Linked DNA regions of Canis lupus: region 2 is linked to region 1. A link is a contact called in public Hi-C data. All regions are on one chromosome and are shown on one strand. The core of a region is the stretch at or near the end of the contact, and the rest is flanking DNA. Distances in the headings are between cores, read along the strand shown. Region 1 holds the start of PPP2R5E (serine/threonine-protein phosphatase 2A 56 kDa regulatory subunit epsilon isoform). Region 2 holds the start of SGPP1 (sphingosine-1-phosphate phosphatase 1).

Evidence for each region. A called contact is a pair of places that touch in the nucleus more often than the background predicts.
Region 2: a Hi-C map of blood shows a contact between it and region 1, with 2.5 times the contacts expected there. The contact joins the promoter of SGPP1 here to the promoter of PPP2R5E in region 1. A contact is called at or near these places in 2 of 9 Hi-C or Micro-C datasets (amygdala and blood).

Annotation. Positions count from the first base shown.
Region 1 is chr8:38,362,722-38,367,678 of UU_Cfam_GSD_1.0, reverse strand. PPP2R5E (serine/threonine-protein phosphatase 2A 56 kDa regulatory subunit epsilon isoform) reads left to right here and starts at 3,104. Exons shown (of 14, transcript XM_038544899.1): 1 at 3,104-3,355. It overlaps LOC119872868 (a long non-coding RNA gene), which reads right to left and starts at 3,629. Exons shown (of 3, transcript XR_005363386.1): 1 at 3,523-3,629.
Region 2 is chr8:38,503,216-38,508,541 of UU_Cfam_GSD_1.0, reverse strand. It overlaps SGPP1 (sphingosine-1-phosphate phosphatase 1), which reads left to right and starts at 3,918. Exons shown (of 3, transcript XM_038544901.1): 1 at 3,918-4,645. The coding sequence starts at 3,950.

The DNA.
Region 1 (4,957 bases), core at 1,855-4,354:
TAGTACTAAAACTGTCAAAGATCTAGTACTAGAAGTGTCAATTCTGCTTTGTTTTGGTGTTTGTTTTCCTGTGGTTTTTTTTTGCAAAGGACCTTGGTAAAGTTGTCTATTTTCTACAGGTTAGTTTAATTAAACCTAGATAATACCATCAGTAAATCTACTTAGTTGAACCCATCAGATTCACTGTTGACAGGGACTGACTGAGTAGGACTGCCACTGCCCACCCCCTGGAAATGGGTAACTTCCACTTCTCCTTGAGGACATCTCCTATGCTGTTGTAGGCCAAGAGAGGAGTCCATGAACTGAGTGTGGGTCACCTATTCTGCATCTAAAATATTAATTGATCTTAATGACTATTTTTCAATTAGAATGAAGCATAAGCAGATGTCCTCATATTTTATTCTTCTGCATTCCAAATGGATTGCCCTGTACTATTCCTGGAACGTATACAACCCTGGCGTGTGTGGACTTCCTTTAGAAAATATTGTCCAAGGAACAATTTCTCACATAGGCAAGGATGTTCCCATTTTAAAAGATCTGCTCATTTCAGTTACTCAGCCATTTTATAGAAAATGAAAGTCTTGAAATGAATTCTTTATAGAGATCCATAATTTTCAAGCAAAATCCCCACTCTGCAAAATGTGAAATGTTCTAAGCAACAGCTGTGAGCATTTCAAACGTGCAGTACTCTTTGACGGTCCAACTGTTGCCAAGGGAAATGGAGCTGGCTTTAAAATTTTCCTTGGTTTTAATTCTGCATTTCCCTCAATCAGAGATTGAGCAAAAAAGTTCTGCATGGCTGGGACACTGAACTTTTCATGAAGACTGGCATATGAAATCGAGATTAAAAAAATGTAGTTTCTTGAAGGTAGGAAGGATGGTATCCTAGCCATTCTTTTAATAAAGCCTAGTGATGAACTTTGCAAAGCAAAAATGGGCGCTATCTATACAATGGCCAATCATTTGGAGTCAATGCTGGGGGAGACTGCTTCCACCTAAGAAAGCCATCTTTTCTTGTCCCCCACCCCCCCCCTTTTTAAAAAAGATTTTATTTATTTATTCATGAGAGACACAGAGAGAGGCAGGGACATAGGCAGAGGGAGAAGCAGGCTCCCTGTGGGGTCCTGATGTGGGACTCCATCCCTGGATCCTGGGATCATGACCTGAGCCAAAGGCAGCCACTTCATCACTGAGCCACCCAGGTACCCACCCCTTTCATTAGTTCCAAATGGATTTTTAAAAAAATCTTTCATGGCACAGAATTTTTTTTTTCCCCCTCTCAAGATCCACTTATGGGAGTGTGGATAAAAATATGCAACACCTGAGTGTTAACACAAAGAAGAAATGCATTTTTGGGGGTTACCTCTATGTATGGTACATAGTTTTATTTCCTAACGGTATAGAAAACATGATATAATGGTGAGGGAGGTAAACTAGGCTACAGAACACACACGATATTAAAGGGAAAAGAATACTGGACGGAAGTACACCAAAATGCTAACTAATAGCGGTTATCTCTGAATTGATGGATTCTAATTTTTTTTTTTCGTCTTCCAAGTTTTTAACAACTGGAGACCTGACGTTTGTGGTTAACATTAAGAATTTCTTTCTCCCTCTCCCGAGCCCCCTCCCCACCCCACCCCCCAACCCCGGTCCCCCAAAGAGACGTGCCTAGCGTACATTCAGATAGAATGACAGTCCCAATAACATCCTCTGGAAATTGCATCATATGGATTTGGGCTCACCAAGGACGTTAAACACATCTCAGATAGTTCATTACTTGATCTAGCTAGAGTTGAGTCCAGTCTTCTCCAAAAACTGCTTCGGACCCAACCTGCCCACTAAAACCTCACACGGTCCTGCAGCCTGAGCTCTTGTGCAGCCGAGGGCCCGCGCGTGTGATCCGGAGACATGATCGCAGAGCGCGGGGGACAGGGTTCCCACCTGCGTGAGCTACGCTGGTCTGGCCCCTAGCAAGGCTTGCAAGGAGGTTCAGGGAGCTGATACTCAAAGCAGAGGTTTAGGTAACAGGAGACGAGGCGAGACAGCATCCCGGGCGATACGCAGCCCTCGGCCCGGGCCCAGAGGCCCAGCGGCCCAGCGGCCCAGCGGCCCAGCGGGGCTGCCGGGGGTTCCACAGCGAGCTGCAAGGGGCCGCTGTACACAAACAGGGGCGCGCGGGCGGGAGGTCGTCTCCCTCGCGGCGCTCCTTTCAGCGCCGGTACGTCCTGAGGCGGACTCCTCAAGCCCAGGAGGGCAGCCTCGCCCCGGAAGGGGGCGAACCCAAGGCCCCGGGGGCTCCCCCACCTCTAGCCGACCCTCGCCCCCGGAATCCTCGGGCGGAAGACGGCCGCTGCCCAGCGGAGCCGCACTGCGCGGAAGCCCGGCCATCCCGTGGATGCGTCGCTCGCACGCCCCGCGGCTCTCGCAGGAGCTCCTCAGAGGCCTAGCGGCCGCGGCGCGCCCCTCTTCAGCCGACCCAGCCGCCGGGCGGAAGCTGCGGCGGCGCGGCCGGCGAGCGCGGCTGCATCCGGGTCCTTCTCGCCTCAGCCCAATCCTCGGCCTCGTCTCTTCCCACCCTCCGGTTTCTCCGCCCCCCCGCCGCCAATCCCTGATCGGCTCTCAGTCGAACCTGCTGGCAGGGGAGTGAAGGCGGACGGGGGCCAATGAGGCCTCGCTTCCCGTTTGAAGCCTCCAATGAGTGGGCGCCGGAGGCGGGCGCTGCTGGCCAGAAGGTTCGGTTGCGCGTGTGCCATGGACTCAGCCGCCCGGTGATATTGACAATAGGAGAGAGAAAGGGGCATTGACGGGGACCCACCGCGGGTACCAAAGGGCGGCTCTGGCAGCGGCGGCTCCAGCTCCAGCGGCTCCTCCTCCTTCTCCTTCCTTCTCCCGCTGCCGCTGCGGATCCGGTCTTCCTCCCTCCCTTCCCCCCCGCCCCACGTCGCCGCCGCCGCCGCCGCCGCCGCCGCCGGGTCCGGGGCAACGAGCAGAGGCGCCGCCCGCCGGGAATGTGAGCGAGGAGCCACCGGCGGAGCCGCAACGGGGTCGGTGCCGATTTGATGGGACGGGCCCGCGGGGGAGGGTCGTGAGGCCGCCGCCGCCGCCGTCGCCGCCGCCGGAGCGCTGAGCTTCAGGTCCGGCCGTGAGGCCTAGAGGCGCCGCCGCCGCCGCCGCCGCCGCGGAACCGGAGGGACGCCGCGCCGGACAGCCGTCGCCCCGGGCTCCCTGCCGCTGTCCGGACCGCCCCCCGCACGTCGCGGCCCCGCCACCTGTCCCCGCCGCGGCCCTCACGCCGTTCTCCCGCCCCTCGAAACCACAGATCATCTTCGGATTCTTCCCCAGAAGCTTCAAGGTAACTTCGTCCCTCCAGCATCTCGGCTTGCCCGCTCCCCTTGCTCTTCCCCGTCCTCCCGAGGAGGCTGCAGGACACCGGCCTCGGGAAGGCCTGGCCGGGGCACGCGAGGGGTGCGGTGGGGTGGGTGTGGGAGAGGAAGAGCCCGTCCCACTTGTCTGATTTACCTGCAAATGCTTCTGACGATGCCTCTCTTTCACTCTGCCCGTCTCCTCCCCCCCCCCCCCATCTTCCGGCATCGGAGGCAGATTCTTGTCCCCCTTTATCCACTGACGGGGACGGGGGTGGGGGGTGGGGGGGGGAGGAAGCCGGTGGGGGGGGGTTGGTGTAGTGAGCAGGATTCTGTAACAGCTTATCTTCTCCAGGGCTTTGGGGGGTGGGGTGGGGTGGGGTGGGAGCAAAGGGAGTATGTCAGCATCCCTACAGACCAACCCATTCCCTGTCTCTCTCCTCCACCCCAGTAACCCCCTTGGATTACCCCGAACCTTGGAAATACCCCGTGCCCGCTGCTTAGACGATGATAAAGCTTCGGGCGTCCCGGTCCAGGGCGAAACCTGTTTCCCCGGGCTTTGCACGGACCCACTGCTACTGCAAGTTCAGTTCTGCAGCGCTTTAGGGTTGAGATGCTTGACGTTTATTCTGGGCCGCGGGCAGAAGGGGCAAATGATGTTAAAAAAAAAAAAAAAAAGAAAAATGCTAGCAATAAATCATCTTTAGAAATGGGAGATGAGGAATAAAGAAGAGACAAAAAGAGTGATGGAAGAACAGGATTTACCGAAATCTTGCGTTGTTAGGGTTAAATGAAATCGAAATAATTCACATACCACATTGGAAAAGCTGCCTCTAAATTTACAACATACAAATGTGATGTGGAGCTTCTTGCTGATGCAGTCATTGTGAAAAATTTTAACTGATCTTACTTCTTCTATAGTCATTCATAGTTTGCAATTCCATTTTGAGTCTGTCATATTTTTTTTAAGGCTAAATTAGGTAGATTTTTAAAAACCTAAATTTTTTTTTTTTTTTTTTTTTTTTTTTTTTTTTTTTAAGGAGAACCAAACAAAACTTCAAAATTCCAAATGTCAAGATTCTGGGTTTTGATTTTTTTAGTTTATCTTTTTCTGTTTTTTACTGTGTCGGAATCTGGATAATCCAGATAATGTTTTATTCTTGCATGTTCAAGAAGAAACTCACTTACCTTTTAATTTAGAGGTTAAACAGCCCTTATGTATTGGAATGACAGGTGAGTAATTGCATTTCAGTATTTCCCCCATATGCATTATTTTTATTCAGGTCTGCCATTAATCTTGCTTGGAGCCTCCGTGCCATGGAAATGATGGCATCTGTTTAAATTGAAATTGAGCTCAAGACTTGTTACTTTTTAGGAACTAGCCTTCATTTTAATAATTTGAGAGGGATAACAAAATCTGAAAGAACTGTTCTATCAGTTTGAGGGAATGAAAATTAATATTTGACTATGAACTTGAACTCAACTTGGCTGTCTAACTAGTTTGTGAATTTGTGTTTTCATTTCAACTTTGGTGCAAGATTTCATCATAATTAATGACTTAAGATGGCTTCATTCAAAAAGAAGACTTCTTT
Region 2 (5,326 bases), core at 2,669-5,168, 140 kb before region 1:
TGCCATCTACATGCCAAAAATATTTTACCAATAGTTAACAGTAATAATTTAGGATAGTTTGCAATATATACATTTTGTAGTTTAATGAACAAAAAATTAAGTTGTGTTCTAGGCAAGAGAAAATAAATTGATGATATTCAGTTTAAACTGAATTTTCTTATTAAGTAACATAGTTTTTTCTTCCCAGTTTGAGATATAATTGACAAAAAAGTTTGTATTAAAGTATATAATGATTTATGAATATATCACAAAATGATTACCACAATTTTAGTTAACATCCATCATCTTTTTTTATGATGAGGACTTTTAAGGTCTATTATCTGAGTAACTTTCAAATATACAATATGTATAACATAGTTTTAAATATTACATTACTTAGAAGATGTGTTTCCAAGGTAAAGTTCTTAAGACTTCATTGTAAAAGTTGTTGAATCAATGCTTTACCTCAACCTAGTATGATAAAAAACAACTTGATTTAAATTAGTTGAGGAAGGTAAAATGACCAAGGTTAAGAGTATATATTGTGTTTCTCTACTACTTTTATGAAAGCTTCATTTAGAAATGACAGCAATACTTTGCATCTATAGTTCACATATCTCAAAAAGGTTTTAATATTACAGAAAGTTAAACTGAAGTACAAAGAAGGATCTGACAAAATTCATTTAACATGTTAATTATACAACAGAAACTAAGACATTTGACTATCACACCCAGATAGCCATATCCTTACTTGGTAGCAATGTTTTTCTTTTTTTCCCCCATCTCCTCCCTGCAATGTTTTTCTTTTAAAATAATGTTTATGCTTTGTTATAAAAATGCTTGCCACAGAATGTTTATATTTTAACCTTCCATTGAGTTAAATTCCTATTAAGTTTCAAGATGAAAAGGTTAGAGTAAGTGTAAATAAAACCCACCAGAACTATTCTTTTCATCACGGTGGTTTGGTGCTTTTGGCCTTGTCCTTATACTTAACAGATTTACAGCACCAGCAGGACAGCATCAGCCCTTTCAAGTTTCGTCAACTCACATTATTTTTCTCTTCAGTGCAGTCATAGGCCACATTCTCATTTCCCCATCATCTCTCTTTTACCTTTATTTATTTTTTTAAATTTATTTATTCAGAGAGAGAGAGAGAGAGAGAGAGAGAGAGGCAGAGACAGGCAGAGGGAAAAGCAGGCTTCATGCCGGGAGCTCGATGTGGGACTGGATCCCGGGTCTCCAGGATCACACCCTGGGTTGCAGGTGGCGCTAAACCGCTGTGCCACCAGGGCTGCCCTCTCTTTTACCTTTAAAGAGAATATTGCATTCTGACAAAATATGTCATGTTGAAGAAGTCATAATTTAACCCTAAGATATACATATCACTTCTACTTTTCCATATTTTCCTCTTCCTCTGCTATCTTTAGGCTAATGAATCCCCAGAATTGGAAATTCCTTGAATCTGAATAATTCCTTTATAGACAAATTATTTTGACAAAAGAACATGTGTAAACTGCCTCACTGAGGGCTGTTCCCACCTTTCTCTGTACAAGTTGCTCCTTGTTTTCAAATGCCAGCTAATGATCCATTTCACAGAACCATTCATAGGTAACCCAAAAAGCCTCCTCTCTGCTTACTCTGTGTAGTGATTGCTTGGGTCTCACTTCCTTGAACTGTTTGGTATGCCTGCCTTTACATCTTTGAACATACTTACATGTTTTCTCATGTTTTTTGTCTCCGTCTTAGATTATAAGTGTCTCAATATTAGACACAATGTGTTCCAAATCAGGATGGACTATTATTATTTGCCTGCAGACCTATGAATTCAAATGAAATACTTTTAACTTTTTCCTACTTCCAAAATCCTTTTCAAATCTATCCCTCTTCCTTTCGGTTCCCAGAACCATAGTCCTGGTTCAGGTTCTCATTCTCTCTCATCTGACTAGCGCAATAATCTTCTAATTATTTACCTGGCCTTTGGTCTCTGACCTCTGGCAATTGATCTTTGGTTTCCTTCTTAGTTACCCTCTGGCAATTGATCTTTGGTTTCCTTCTTAGTTTTCTTTTCTTCTTTTCTTTTTTCTTTCTTTCTCTTTCTTTCTTTCTTTCTTCTTTCTTTCTTTTTTCTTTCTTTTTTATTGATGTTCAATTTGCCAACATATAGCATAACACCCAGTGCTCATCCCACCAAGTGCCCCCTCAGTGCCCATCACCCAACCCATCCCCCTGCCCACCTCCCCTTCCACCAGCCTTTGTTCGTTTCCCAGAGCTAGGTGTCTCTCATGTGCTGTCACCCTCACTGATACTTTCACTCTTAGTTACCTTTCTAAAGCACACAGTTCTGATGGTGTCACTCCCTAGGTTCAAAGCCTTCCATGGCTCCCCACTGCCTACAGAACAAAATCTCCAGCTTGACATTCAAGGTCTTTGCAGTCTTGTCCCACGCCCTCTTTCTAACCCCATTCCAACCACTGACTCTTCCTACTCTGATTCTATGGGCTATGGTTAACCAAACACATCTTTGTACGTTCCCATTCCGTCTTGATTCATCTTCTCTCCTCCTCAGTGTGTCCGCCTATTCTCATCTTGCTCTCTAACAATGGTCTTAACTCAAGAGGGCCCCTTTTTTACCTTTCCTGTGTCCCTAGTCAATTTGGCTCTTCTCCTTCCCAGAGCGTGTTTGCTGAGGTCTCCAGTTTAGCATTTACCATCTGCTACCTGGGTCTCTCATTTATACTGTGAGCCAACTTTAAGACAAGGAGGATGATTTACTCACAGCCTAGCAAGTGGAGTGGGAGGAGGAGACTAACTCTCCGAAGGAAAATATTTCTAATGACACCGGAGGGGAAATTTCCAGCGTGTTCCTTGGAAGAGGTTCAAATTCTTTAATTACAGACCTCCTCCTTACCTGAAGCAACTTCCTGGAATTAGAGCTCCGAGGCCTTCTAATACGAACTCTACATTTTCTAGAAGTCAAGTCTGTAACTTGTGAGGCATGCAAGCCAAGCCTCTACATCAGCCTCATCAAGCTCAAAAAAAAAAAACCCAAAAAGCCTACACGCTGCTTTCAGCCACCAATTGCATTTCCCGCGCGCAACCCCACTAGCTAGTAGAATTCTTGAAAGGGGGATCCCACGCTGGCGTCCCGCGCGGCTGTGCCGTGGGGTCTGACGTTGGGCAGCCTCCCGCCGCGGGACCTGCACGGGGCCGGCCACGGGGTCCGCCGGCGCGCGGCGTCAGGACCCGAACCGCCAGCGCAGCCCCGAGGTGCCCGAGGCCGGCGATCCCGAGCCCACGGTGGTTATTCCGCCTTCAGTCGCCGGTACCGTGTGCGTGCGGGCCGGGAGCCCGTCCCGTGCTCCGCCGCTCGCACCGCCCGCACCTCGTTCGCGGCCTCTCGGGGCCGACGCTCGGTCAGAGGGGAGCCCCGCACCTCAGCCGGAGGGAGGCGGGGGAGGGGCCGGGCGCCGCGACGCCCGCTGGAGGCCGAGGCGAACGTCTCCCGGCGGCCGCCCCGCCGAGCCTCAGCGCCCAGACGCCTCCGGATGCGCTCCGGGCGGCCCCTCGCGGCCGGGCCCCCTCTCCCGGCGGCAGCGGGCGGGGGCGGGGCGGGGGCGGGGCTCTGCGCGCGCCGGCGCGTGGAGGCCGCGGGCGGGGGCGGAGCGCGCGCGGGAGGGGAGGGGAGGGGAGGGGAGAGGAGAGGAGGGGGCGCGGGGGCGCGCGCGGCCGTCCGGGGAGGGGGAGGGGGAGGGGTCCGGGGCGGGGGCGGGGGCGGGGGCGCGCGCGGCGGCCGCTGCGGCCTGAGGCGCCGTCGCCGGGCAGAGCCGACCGGGTGCCGCTGGGCGCCGCTGCCACTGGCCCGCCCGGCGCGCGGGGACGGCTCGGGACTGCGCCGGGGCCGGCCCGCCGTGCACGCCGCCGCCGCCGCCGCCGCCGTCCGCCCGTCCGCGGGCCGCCGGGTCCCGTTATCATGTCGCTGAGGCAGCGCCTGACCCAGCTGGCGGGCCGTCTGCAGGAGCCGCAGAAAGTGGCCCGTTTCCAGCGGCTGTGCGGGGTGGAAGCGCTTCCGCGCCGATCCGCCGGGCCCGCCGCCGCTCAGGGGGAGGATGAGAAGGCAGAGGCGCCCCTCGCCCGCGGCGTCCGGCGCCGGGAGCCGCAGCTGGGGGCGTCCGCAGGCCCCCAGCCGCCCGGCGGCGGCCGCAATCAGTGTCCGGCCAAGCCCGGCGGCCGCGGCGCCCCCAACGGCGTGCGGAACGGGCTGGCGAGCGAGCTGGGCCCGGCCTCGCCGCGGCGCGTGGGCGCCCTGCGCCGCAACTCGCTGACGGACGAGGAGGGCGAGCTGGCCCACGTGAGCAACTGGCCGCTCTACTACCTGTTCTGCCTCGGCACGGAGCTGGGCAACGAGCTCTTTTACATCCTGTTCTTCCCCTTCTGGATCTGGAACCTGGACGCCCTGGTGGGCCGGCGGCTGGTGGTCATCTGGGTGCTGGTCATGTACCTGGGCCAGTGCACCAAGGACGTCATCCGCTGGCCGCGGCCCGCCTCGCCGCCCGTGGTCAAGTTGGAGGTCTTCTACAACTCCGAGTACAGCATGCCCTCCACCCACGCCATGTCCGGCACCGCCATCCCCATCGCCATGGTCCTGCTCACCTACGGCCGCTGGCAGGTAAGGGCGGGGCCCGGGGGAGCGCTCCTCACTGCCCGCAGTTGTTTTAAATTGCCCGTTTCCCTCCCAAACCTCGCCTTCCACCGGTCTTCACAGTTCCCCGCCAACGGGCCCTCTCTAGGTCTCAAACAATTAAGTCGTCGGGGGGACACAGAGACTCAGCTGTCAAACTATATTCTTTTATAGCAGTGCCTTTCTTAGAACCCAAAGGAAACGCTGCTGGTGGGCTGGCATTATCATTGGGCTTTGGTTTTGTGAATGGTTTTAATTCCTGTGATGCACCGAATATAACTAATTAATTGTTCTTATATTTTAATCGTTCGGTAACGAAGACCCAGTTTCACCATAATATACAGTGCCTTCCCCCAAACTAATTCTCTTTCCGCCTCGGGAAAAGTCTTTAGCTTTACTCAGGGAACAATGTTTGTAAAACCTTAGTGTAAATTCCAAAACAAATATGGTCGTCCGAGGCAATGAAGTAATGAATTTTAAACGAAAGTCACTGTTTATGAAAGTTAATGGAACACTGCCCGAGTTGTCTTTTTAAGGGGTGTGGTTGCTAATTTGCTAATAGACACAAAGTTTAATTATCTTCTGAATCACTGATCTGTAGTGTCAGTTGTTGAGCTACTCTAGGATTATTGTTGCATTCACTTTAAAAATGCATCCTTTTTTTTTTTT